2 separate regions of the Sus scrofa genome follow, and region 1 is linked to region 2. The links are chromatin contacts, called in public Hi-C maps. All regions are on one chromosome and are shown on one strand. The core of a region is the stretch at or near the end of the contact, and the rest is flanking DNA. Distances in the headings are between cores, read along the strand shown.

Region 1 (5,836 bases), core at 2,154-4,653, 860 kb after region 2:
TAGTCAGGTTTGTTAACCACTGAGCCATGAAAAAGGAACTCCTGGAAGGAGCATCTTGATTAGTAAATATTTTAGGATAGTTTTGTTCATTCCTCACTTTAGTGCCCATTGTAATTCTGAACACTTGTTCAAATATTGTTATTTAATACTGCAATCTGGAGTTCCCACTGTGGTGAAAAGGGATCGGTGGCATCTTGGGAGCACTGGGTCGCAGGTTCACTCCCCAGCTTGGCACAGCTGCGGCTTAGGTCATGACTGTGGCTTGGATCTGATCCCTGGCCCAGGAACTCCATATGCTGAGGGGTGGCCAAAAATGAAAAAAAATTTTTTTAAATAAATAAAAGGTGGGATTTAAAAGAAAAAAATACTGCAGTCTGCACATTTCAGTCACACATTCCCAATTCTCCTACCCTGCTCTATTTTTTTGTCATTTTCTATAGCACTTATCATCTTCCACATGCTGATAAAATGTACTTATTATATATAGAGTCTATAGTCTGTCCCTGCCCCCATCACCACACCACAGGGGTCTTTATCTCGTTCATCAGTTTATCCCAAGAGCCTACAAAAATACCTAGCTCATAATAGGTGCTCAATGAGTATCTGAATTAATAGATCTGCCTAAATTATGGATTATTCCTCTTGGGGATTAACTCATTATAATTCTCTAATCACAAAAAGAAAATTTCAGGATGTCAAGAGAGATTTTATTGCCTTTCTTGAGGATAAAAAAACCCAGGACATCCCGGGAATTTCCATTGTGTCTCAGCGGGTTACGAACCTGACTTGTATCCATGAGGATGTGGGTTCAATCCCTGGCCTCACTCAATGGGTTAAGAATCCAGCGTTGCTGTGAGCTGTGGTGTGGGTCGCAGACACGGATCAGATCTGGTGTTGCTGTGGCTGTGGTATAGGCTGGCAGCTGCAGCTCTGATTCAACCCCTAGCCTGGGAATTTCCATATGCTGCAGGTGCAGCCCTTATAAAGCAAAACAATAAAAACCAACTAAACAAAACAAACAAAGGACATCCTTCATGACAACCAATTATTAATTTCTTGAGAGTTTCTTTGACACACAGAAAGCAGGTGAGCAGTTTCTAAACAAAGAAGAATGTCTCACAAGAAATGTGTAGACATTAGGTATTCTCCTTCCTGTTGCAATATGTAAACAATATTCTGAGAAAGGGGCACACAGATCTTGGTGACATTTGCCCAGGAGCCACAATGATAACAACCTACTAATCCCACATTTCTCACAAAAATGATAACTTGTTTTTCTTGTCTTCAGGGTATTCAGGGGCCATGGAGAATGTGTAGGAGCTCTAAAGACTCCCCCAAGCTGTTTAGACATAGTAGTGTTTCTCAGATTTGCATGATATACTCTGGCAGCCAGCTTCCAAATTGACCCCACAACCATCCTTGCCTCCTGGGCTCATGCCCTGGTGTGGCCCCTACCACAGTCAATCAGGGCTGGTCTGTGTGACCAATAGAACACCTCTGAAGTGACAGCGTGTCTTCCAAGGATTCATCCTCAAAGGTCTTGCACTATGCTCAGCAGTCTCTTGGGTCTCCAGTTCCTGGGGAAGCAAGCCACCATGGTGTGGGGACTCTAATGCAGCTTGTTGGAGAGACCCACTTAGAGACCAACTCAGAGAGGCGGAAAGAGAACCCCAACTTGCCAGCCGGGGAAGTGAGGCACTGAGGACGCCTAGTCCTGCCTTCTGATGACCACAGCCCCAGTGGACATCTGCCTCCAACTATATGGGAGATCCTGAACCTGAATGTAGCTCCCCAATTCCTGACTCAGAAATTGTGAGGCACAATAAGTGATTCTTGTTGTTTTAAGAGTTTTGGAGTAATTTGTTGGGTAGCAATAGATAACTAATGAACATACAAATTCCTTTAAAGGGAAAAATTTACTTCTGACACCATATTAAATTGTTTATTATTTTATTTAAATAGTACAAATAGTATAAAATCCTTACGCTTATAGCTTTTGTACAGCAATTAAAACATTTTAAAATTACAGTGCAGACCATATTACAAAACAATAAAAAATAATTTTATTTATTTATTTATTAGGGCCGCAGCAGCAGCATATGGAGGTTCCCCACCTAGGGGTGAATTGGAGCTGTAGCTGCCAGCCTAGGCCATAGCCACAGCAACGTCAGCTCCAAGCCGAGTCTGGCACCTACAGCATAGCTCATGGCAAGGCAGGATCCTTAACCCACTGAGTAAGGCTAAGGATCCAACCTGCGTCCTCATGGATACTAGTCAGATTCCTTTCCCTGAGGCACTGAAGGGAACTCCAAAAATAATTTTAATAGAGGAAATTAAATTGCCCCTCAGTGAGACTATGGTACTGACAGTGCCTAAGACATCTCCTGGACTGTTCAGTGACTTGAATAAATTACCCTTTTTTCCTTAAGCCTGTTTGAAGTGGATTTCCTGGGGCTTTCAACCAAGGGTTTTTCCAACAATATAGTTCATCCTCATGTTCATCCTCTGCACCATCTTCTGAACATCGGTACCCTGATCTTCAGGCTCCTCAACTAGGACACTTTTGCGTTTGGCCGCAGGCAGGCCGGAACGGGTGACGCCCTCGGGGCCCAGGGCAGGACTGTATCCCGGAGGGTCGCAGCAGGTCCTTCCCACAGGTGCCTCGGAGCCCGCATTTTCTAGCGGCTCACGTCCAATAGCAGGTGTGAGTGCACCCGGTTCTTCTCGCAACTTTCCAGCGCCAGTTTGAAATCTGAGCACGTGTAATGTACCTTCCATTCGGCCATCGCTGTCGTACTGCACAGCTTGATCCCTTGGGCTTGGTCTTACTCATCCTGAGTTCTTAGAGCCGGGTACCGAAGCACCAGAACTAATACTTGATGATTCACCGCTGAAGACACGGGCATTTGGGCTGCCCCGCCCCGATCTCCGCGCCCAGTAGATGCCAGCAAGATCCCATCTCTTACACGAGGCTAGCATTCGGCCTAAGGAAGCTCTGCGTGATTTAAAACTGTCTTGTCTCAAGATCTCCTTTAAATCTTAGGCAACCGGCGCCCTTCACCCCAGCTATTATTTCTCTCCCGGGGTTGGGGCGGCCCCTGAGCGCTGGGTTGTCCGGCACTACCTCTCCTCCGCCACCGGGGGGCAGTAAACATGGAGCAGGGCTGCGCATGCTCTGTGTGAGGCCTCGCGCTTTGCTTACGCGATCGCCGAGTGACGGAAGCGAGTGCGTGGGGTTGTGGGAAATGTGGTTTCCCAGCCATCGGATCACGGGGGCACTTCCTCCTTAAGCTCAGAGCGGGACTTCAGCTCCCGGCCGGCTAGGGGAAGTGGGAGGGGACAAGCTAGAAGAGGGCGGGGCGAGTGAGAGAAAAGGTGGGCGGGGCCGGGGAAGGCCCAGGAAAGGGGGCGGGGCTCTGGCCGGCGGAGGCGCAGCCGCCAGCGGTCGGAGGAGCCTAAGCCGAGAGAGACCTAGACGGCGGCGGGCACGAGGGCGGGCGTTCCCGGAGTAGTCGCGCGGGAGTCGGCCACTGCCCCCGGCCTCCTTACTTTCAGGGCCCCTCCCTGTCCGCCGGGACGCGGGAGAGCCCGGCGCGCGGTGGGGGCGCGAGGTGGAGCCGGCGGGGGCGGCCAATGCGAAACTGGCTGGTGCTGCTGTGCCCGTGTGTGCTCGGGGCCGCGCTGCACCTCTGGCTGCGGCTGCGCTCCCCGCCGCCCGCCCGCGCCTCGGGGGCCGGCCCCGCAGGTGAGGTCCTGGGGCCGGGCGGGCGGGCGAGCGGCCGGCTTCTTCCACGGAGCCTGGCCGAGAGTCTGGGTTGGGGGACGGGCCGACCCGGCGGTCCCCAGATGAAACAAATGGCCCTTTTCATCTCCCCGGCGTTAACATCGGGCAAACTGGAGGGCGCTTTTCTCTCTTCGTGTCTCCGCCGTTTCTCACCTCCCGGCTTTTCTTGATGACCACAAAACCGGTGCGGACGACTGCAAGTCCTTCGGCTGTCCCCAGGCCTTTCCCGCCTGCCCGGGGAGCTGAGCCCCATGTGTCCTTCAACCCGAGGGGCAGCTGTTAACGCCCGGGGCCGGGCTCCCAGGTGGCTCTGCTCCTCCCGCAGCTGTTGGTCTTATTGGATCAGGACTTTGAGGTCTTAGGGTCCGTGGATCACGTTTTTGTGCCTTTTTAAAGAGGTGGCTGGGGTTTGCTTTTAAGGAACAACTTTGCTTTAAGAACGTACTCTGCTTTGTATTCTTTGAAAACTGTGGTTGTAAGTCGGTTAAACAAATCTAGCCATGAAATAGGGCATGGCTGCGGATGGAGTTATTCCTGAGAGTTTGGTTTGCAAAGCCTTCTAATGAATTATACACGAAAATAGCAAGTTCCTCTACGATTGTATCCATTTGCTCCAAAAGTTAGTTTCTCATGGGAAAGAACTCTTTGTTCATATTCACTTCCCAGCCTGATAAATAGAATGCTCTGCCCCACAGCCCAGTGGATTTTCTTTTAACTAATTCCACCGCTCTGAACATTGAAGGTTGCCCTTTTCTGTCTTTTTAAGGGCTTGCCCTAGGAGGTATAATAAAGCCTAGACGGCTGTTTTAAAGATGGGGAAATAGTCGTTTTGTTTTTTAACTACCTTGGGAATTTGTTCTTACCACTTCTCCCCTAGAAAGTTTTCTTATCCAATATTTTCAAGGATTAGAATTGAATATCTGAATTCTGAGATGGCTCTGTGCCTAGGAAGTATGGAAACTAATTCGGGCAGTCCTCAAAGCAATCTCATTGTTATAATTAGAGTTCTTTATTCTGGTAACAATCTCTTAAAATCCCTTTGTGTTAGAGAAGCCACGAGCTCTTTAAAAAAGGCTCTTCGTGTGACCTGAATAGAATCGAGACCCTATTTAAATGATTTAATGAAAGTGCGGTGTTACAGGGCATTTAACCTGTTAACAGATGAGGATTTTTTTTGTTTTGTTTATAGGGTTTTGTAAATGGAGCTGAGGAAAGAGTGCCATATCCATAAAATGTTCTGTAGCATCTGTTGGATTCGCCTTTAGTTTCTTTCAGTTATGTATGATGAGTGAGCTCCACTGGAGTTTAATTGTAGAGTATTCTTAGGATATTTATGACCTAAATATCTTTTAGGGTCCATAAACAAGCCAAAACCCTACATTGAAGCTTAAAACTTAGTAGGCCTGCCTGGCAATTTCTTAAGATTTTTTATTTTTTATAATGGTCACACCCACGGCACATGGAAGTTCCTTGGCCCAGGGATTGAATCCGAGCTGCAGCTGCCACCTATCAGCTGCCATGGCAGGAACTCCTTAAGTTTTTATGTTTTTTAATTTAATTTTTTTTAATTTAATTTTTATGTTTTAGACAATTTGAAAGGTTACTTTCCATTAACAGTTATTACAAAATATTGCTATGTTCCCTGTGTTGTGCAATAAATACATCCTTGAGCCCATCTTATACGCAGTAGTTAGTACCTCCCATTCCCTACCCCTATACGCCCCCCCCCCCACTGGTAAGCACTAATTTGTTCTCTTTATGTGTGGGTCTGCTTCTTATTTGTTATGTTCAGTAGTCTGTTGTAACTTTTAGATTCCACTTATAAGTGATATCATGCAATATTTGTCTAATTTATTTCCCTTAGCATAATGTCCTCCAAGTCCATCAATGTCGCTGCAAATGGCAAAATTTTGTTCTTTCTTAAGGCTGAGTGATACTCCATTATATATATTTTTTGTTTGTTTGTTTTGTTTTGCTTTGCTTTTTTTTTTTTTTTTTAGGGCTACACCTGCAGCATGTGGAAGTTCCCAGGCTAGGGATCAAATCGGAGCT
Region 2 (5,532 bases), core at 1,392-3,891:
GATAAATGTGGAGGTAAGATGCCTAAGGAAACTGGAATGATGAGCTTTTCAGCACCAGGTGGGATTAATGTTAAGTGGTTTATTAACTTGGAGTGACAACCAATCTGTTTAATTTCTAAGTAACTTTTCAACTAGCTAACACCTAACCATATCTTAAGAACTCTATAAACAACAATAATAAAATATTTAAGTAGAAGGAGTTCCTGCTGCTGCTCAGCAGGTTAGGAACCTGACTGGTATTCATGAGGATGTGGGTTCCCTCCCTGAGCTCCTCGGTTGAGGAACCCAAGTGGCCACAAGCTGCAGCATAGGTTACAGATACAGCTCAGATCCCAAGTGACTGTGGCTGTGGTGTAGGCCAGCAGCTGCAGCTTCAATTTGACCCCTGGTCTGGGAGCTTCCATATGCTGCAGGTGAGGCCCTAAAAAGCAAAAACAAAAAACTGTAAGTAGATACTGAGTTGCCAAACAAGAGGTTTCACTGAAAGTATTTCTGGTATGATGAAAATTACTGACTAACTTTAAATGGAAAGAGAAGTGAACCTGACTTTTTTAAGTCTTGGAATTCTATCAGCTGAACTAGTCAATGAAATATACTAAAAATGAAAAAAATTACACAGGCCAGTTATACACTCTATATTTTTCAAGAATTCATATGGACAGAATCTGTCTACCACCAATGTGGACCAAAACTTCACAAACATTAAGAAATTAAAATAAAAAGGTAGCAGTTCTGTCTTCATAAGGCTTAGTAAAACTATAGTAGAAACTCAACACTTCCTTGTTGTTAGAACTGATCACTAAGAAAATAGCCACAATGCAAAAAAAAAAATTTACTCTGGAAATGTGGTATCATGACCTGTCCCCAGTGCAGCAGAGGCCACTGGGAGCCCTAAGTGCAGCTGCTGGTCTAAAGCAGCACTACCCCTCAGTTCCCCTTTCTCGGGAAATGAAGCGCTGGCTTATTTTTGTTTCAAGTCTGTAGCTGAAGGTGCTAACCCCGGAAATTACCAGTTCATCATTATACAGGGATATGCAGGTATTTAATCTATAAAATTATTTTCTAATAACATTCAAATAAGGCATCTCTGTGATGAAGACCAGAACTGAAAGTATAACCTGACCATCCATTCCTCCTGGCTTGAGCCAAGATTACACTTCAGTAACCCTTGACAGGCAGCATTTAGGAAAAGGAGAAAGAGAAAAACAAAAACAAAAACAAAACAGCTTTGGAGGAATTCCCACTGTGGCTCAGTGGTAATGAACCCAACTAGTATCCATGAGGATATAGGTTCCATCCACGGCCTCACTCAGTGGGTTAAGCATCCGGCGTTGCCATGAGCTGTGGTGTAGGTCACAGACATGGCTTGGATCTGGTGTGGCTGTGGCTGTGGTGTAGGCCGGCAGCTGCAGCTCCAATTCAACTCCTAGTCTGGGAACTTCCATGTGCTCAGAGTGCAGCCCTAAAAAGACAAAAACAAAACAAAACAAAAAAACAAAAAAAAAAACAACTTTGGAGAAAGTCAGTCTACAATATGAAGTTTTTAACCTTGGATGCACAACATCATTTTAAATGTCCTGCTGACTTCAAATCCAGCAAGTTTTCCTTTTTAAACCTACTATGACTAAAGGCTATTTTTTCTAAAACAGACATTGCTTTATATGGCGGTTGTACCTCATTCTTACACAATGGCATTAACCCCTAGGGAAAAAAAAGGGCTGCAGCTACAAAGCAAACAACAGAAACCTGAACCCACTTACTTACACTAATAGGACTGGTTGAAGGCCTTACTTGAAGGATTCTTACCAAGAATCTCCTAGAGGGTTACCAAAAAAAAGCAACTCCATCTCAGACTTAAGTTCAGCTTCAGACACATGGAAATGAAACATCTCTAAAGATTCTCACACTACATGAAACTAAAACAAGTTTGTTACTTCCCAGGAAATACACTGAAATTTCCAGCAATTACATTCAGGGTGCCTGGAACAAGACTGCTAATTTTTTTCATTCTCCACCTCACTAGTTTTTGACATTCTCTGCTCAGGTACCACGAGGTATTTGAGGGGCAGGGAGAAAAGCTGAGATGTTAACTTCTCACAAACAGGTCTAATTTTAAAAGAAAAATTAAAACTTGTAGAGTAAGAAATCCATTTTCCTTTGAAAATTATGTCTTGGGATGTTCTGAACCTTCCCACCACCACCACAGCCAAGTTCCCTCCATCTGTATGCCCATGCTCTCCATTCATAACATATGACCCTCGAACAACACAGGTTTGAACTGTGCGGGTCTGAATCCACTCACGCTTGGATTTTTTTTTTTTTTCTTCCAGTAAACACGCACTATCTGATGCGCAGTTGGCTGACTCCCCAGATGCAGAAAGGCGTGTTCTGGGGCAATCTGACTTGAGCATCCAGGGGCTCCAAGGGCTGTATCTGTTGGACAGGGCCCACCAGAGTCCCTATCACATGGCAGATACACCACTTAACATTTACTGAATTTTACTCTTGCCCTCCCCACCCCAGCAATGGATAATTACTATCCAAATGGATTTGTTCTCAACCCTGGCACAGGCAAAAAGTTTATAGAAATCAGTTACCGGGTTGTAGATGACATTTTGCAGATTATTTAAGGACAACGTCATTCTTTTCCACCTTTTTGTTGACCGGGGTCTCTCTTCTGGGTATGGCCTAAGATTTTAAACAGGTTTCATTTAAAGAATTTCCAGATTGAAACTGAGGCACTTGCCCTGTGTAAAATCAAAATAAGAGGGAAAGAAAAATAAGTGTGCATTATTTTTCTTCACAACTTTTTAAAATATATAAATTATTTTACTAATATTTACCAAATAACCAGATGGTATTACAATCAAAGATCTGACTGAAATTCTTATCCCATGTATTTTACTAAATAATTTTGCATTATAATTCCAGGAAATACTGATTTTAAAAGTACATCAGTAGAAAATTTCTAACTTGAAAATTTTATTAAAAATACTTATTGTTGAGAGTTCCCACTGTGGCTCAGCGGGTTAAGAACATGACTAGTACCCAAAAGGATGTGGGTTCTATCCCTGCCTCGATGAGTGGGTTAAGATCACAGCGTAGGTCGCATATGCAGCTGTGGCATAGGCTGGCAGCTACAACTCTGGTTCAACTCTTAGCCTGGGAACTTCCATATACTGCAGGTACAGCCCTAAAAAAGAAACAAACAAACAAACAAACAAAAACTTATTAAGAATACTAGAAGTTCCCTGGTGGTGCAGTGGGTTAAGGACCTGGCGGTCACTGCTGTGACATGAGTTTAATCCCTGGTCCAAGAACTTCTGCATGCCACAGGTACAGACCAAAACAAACAAAAAACAAAAAACCTAAAACAAAATAATAGCAAATACTCCTATACAACTATCAGAGAGGTTCATTTAACTTTTCTTACCTGTAAAATAAGAATAATAATAGCATTCACCTCATAGGTTTGTTCTGAGGGTTTACATTACTTAATAAAACATTGGAACAGTACATGCTAAGTTTTATCTACTGTTATTTAGTAGAAGGGGTTGCTTTACCTCCTCCAAATTAAACAAGTCAAAAGAAAAAAAATTCGATGCCTCAAATATTAATGAGATAGTTTTCCCTGTAGCAAAAAAAAAGTATCCATCAGTACTACATTTAAACCACGGAAGACTCGATGACTAAGCAGAACTAAGAGAGAAACGAAACTAAAGCTTCCAACATTTTCCTTCCACCAATTCTGTCATCAAAGTTCAATACACACTGACCAAATCTATTACTTTGCCTCTGTTAAGAAAAAACTGAATCTCCAACACTGGATGTAACATAAGCTGAGTAACCGGTTAAGCCATGTTACACAGCAAGAGAGATTTTGCAGGTGTAATTAAAGGATACCAACCAGCTGATGTCGATAGGGATTGTCCTGGATTATCCGGTGGACCCAATGTAATTACACAAGCCCTTAATAAAGAAAGAAGCCAGAGAAGTGTGATAGAAGAGGAAATCAGAGATTTGAAGCACGAAAAGAATTTAACACACTACTGCTGGCATCTGAGATGGCGTGTAGGTGGGCAGACTAGGAAACTGTAACGAAATGAACTCTGGAGACAAACTCAAGTATCCTGGAAGTGGATTCTTCCCCAGAAAATACAGCCCAAACCGGATAACACCTGAATTTCAGCTTGTGACCCCCTAATCAGAGTACTTGGCCTGGTCTAAGATCTGTAAGAAAAATAAATGGGTGTAGTCAAAACATCAAGAGCTATGCCCTAAAAATATACATTTTCTATTTGTTAAATAAACTTCATTAAAGCTAAGAAAGGAAGAAGGTAGGGAGGGAGGGGAAGAGGAAGGAAAAAGGGAGGGAGGGAGGCAAAGAGGAAGAGAAAGAAGCAAACGCTGCACCCCTCTTGGTTTATATATGTAACTCCCACCTATTAACTTACACGTTGGTCAAAACCTCCAAACTGTTGTTTGTGCTCCGCCAAACTCAGGAAACATCAACAAGAGCAAAAGAAAAGGATACAGAGATGCCATGGCCACAAGCCTAATTTACGTCGTGAACAGGGAGCGACCCAATTTAAACCATAGGCTCAGGTAAAACCGATCATTCCTTGAAATAAACACAGGCACAGGACTGCGGTAATCAACCAGAAGCCATCCCGATGCTGCACGGGTGATCAAAACAATTCGGAAGACTTGCGTCTCCTAACGTCCAATGACTCGGCATCTCCAAAGAGCGTGACCAGAGTCCGCCAAGGGCCACGGAGGTCTGACACTAAGTCTAAAGGACCCCGATCATATAAAGTCCCAGGAAGGATACGCGCGCGGGGAGGTGACCCGGCCCCGGCCGGGAGGTCGCAGATGAGAAGGTGGCCCCAGGGCTGTCGGACGCCCAGGGGTCCCGCAGGAAGGGCCGCAAACCCCAACCACCGCTCACCCCCGGGCGTCGCGCGGGGCGACTTCCCGCACCCAGCCCGCCGCTGCCGCGGTGAGAACCAGAGACGGGGCTGCGCGGAGCCGGTCCCACCCGTCCAACTCCGAATGGGGACAGCGCAGCCCAAGTAATCCCCCGCAGTCGCGCGCAGCAGCCCACTCCCCCGACTCACCCCGGGGCTGGCGTAGTAGGCGTCGCGGGCGCTCGGCGCAGGAGGCTGTTCGTCCGTCACCGCCTGTCGTCCGCGTTCCCGCCGGGCGCGCGCACAGCTACGGGAAGCAGAAGGGTCAAGCCGCCTTTTCCCGGTTCGCGTGCGGCCGTCCACGACGGCCCTGCCTCCGCGTCGGGGGCGTGCTCGCGGATCTGCTGGGCGCTGGGGCTTCCTGCTGCCCGCCTCCGCCCGGCCGGCTTCTACACGGCCTCTGGGGAGTCAGGCCGCGACCGGCTTGCTGTGGGACGAGTAGTCTGGAGGGGACGCAGTGTGTGCTTCAGATTCCCGGGCGGAGCTGGCCGTCTCTGCCGCACCTTTGGGGCTCGGGGGCCGGGGATGGGGAAGAGGAGGAGACCTTCTGCTCCCCTCCGGCGTG

Evidence for each region. Hi-C and Micro-C count contacts between places; a contact is called where the count stands out from the background.
Region 1: a contact with region 2 is called in a Hi-C map of liver, with 5 times the contacts expected there. The contact joins the promoter of B3GALNT2 here to the promoter of LGALS8 in region 2. A contact is called at or near these places in 1 of 47 Hi-C or Micro-C datasets (liver) and 1 of 2 datasets of contacts at active chromatin or transcription factors (alveolar macrophages).

What each region holds. Positions count from the first base shown.
Region 1 is chr14:55,746,006-55,751,841 of Sscrofa11.1, forward strand. B3GALNT2 (UDP-GalNAc:beta-1,3-N-acetylgalactosaminyltransferase 2) reads left to right here and starts at 3,404. Exons shown (of 12, transcript XM_021074398.1): 1 at 3,404-3,745. The coding sequence starts at 3,634.
Region 2 is chr14:54,886,430-54,891,961 of Sscrofa11.1, forward strand. LGALS8 (galectin 8) reads right to left here and starts at 2,642. Exons shown (of 9, transcript NM_001142827.1): 1 at 2,598-2,642. The coding sequence starts at 2,642.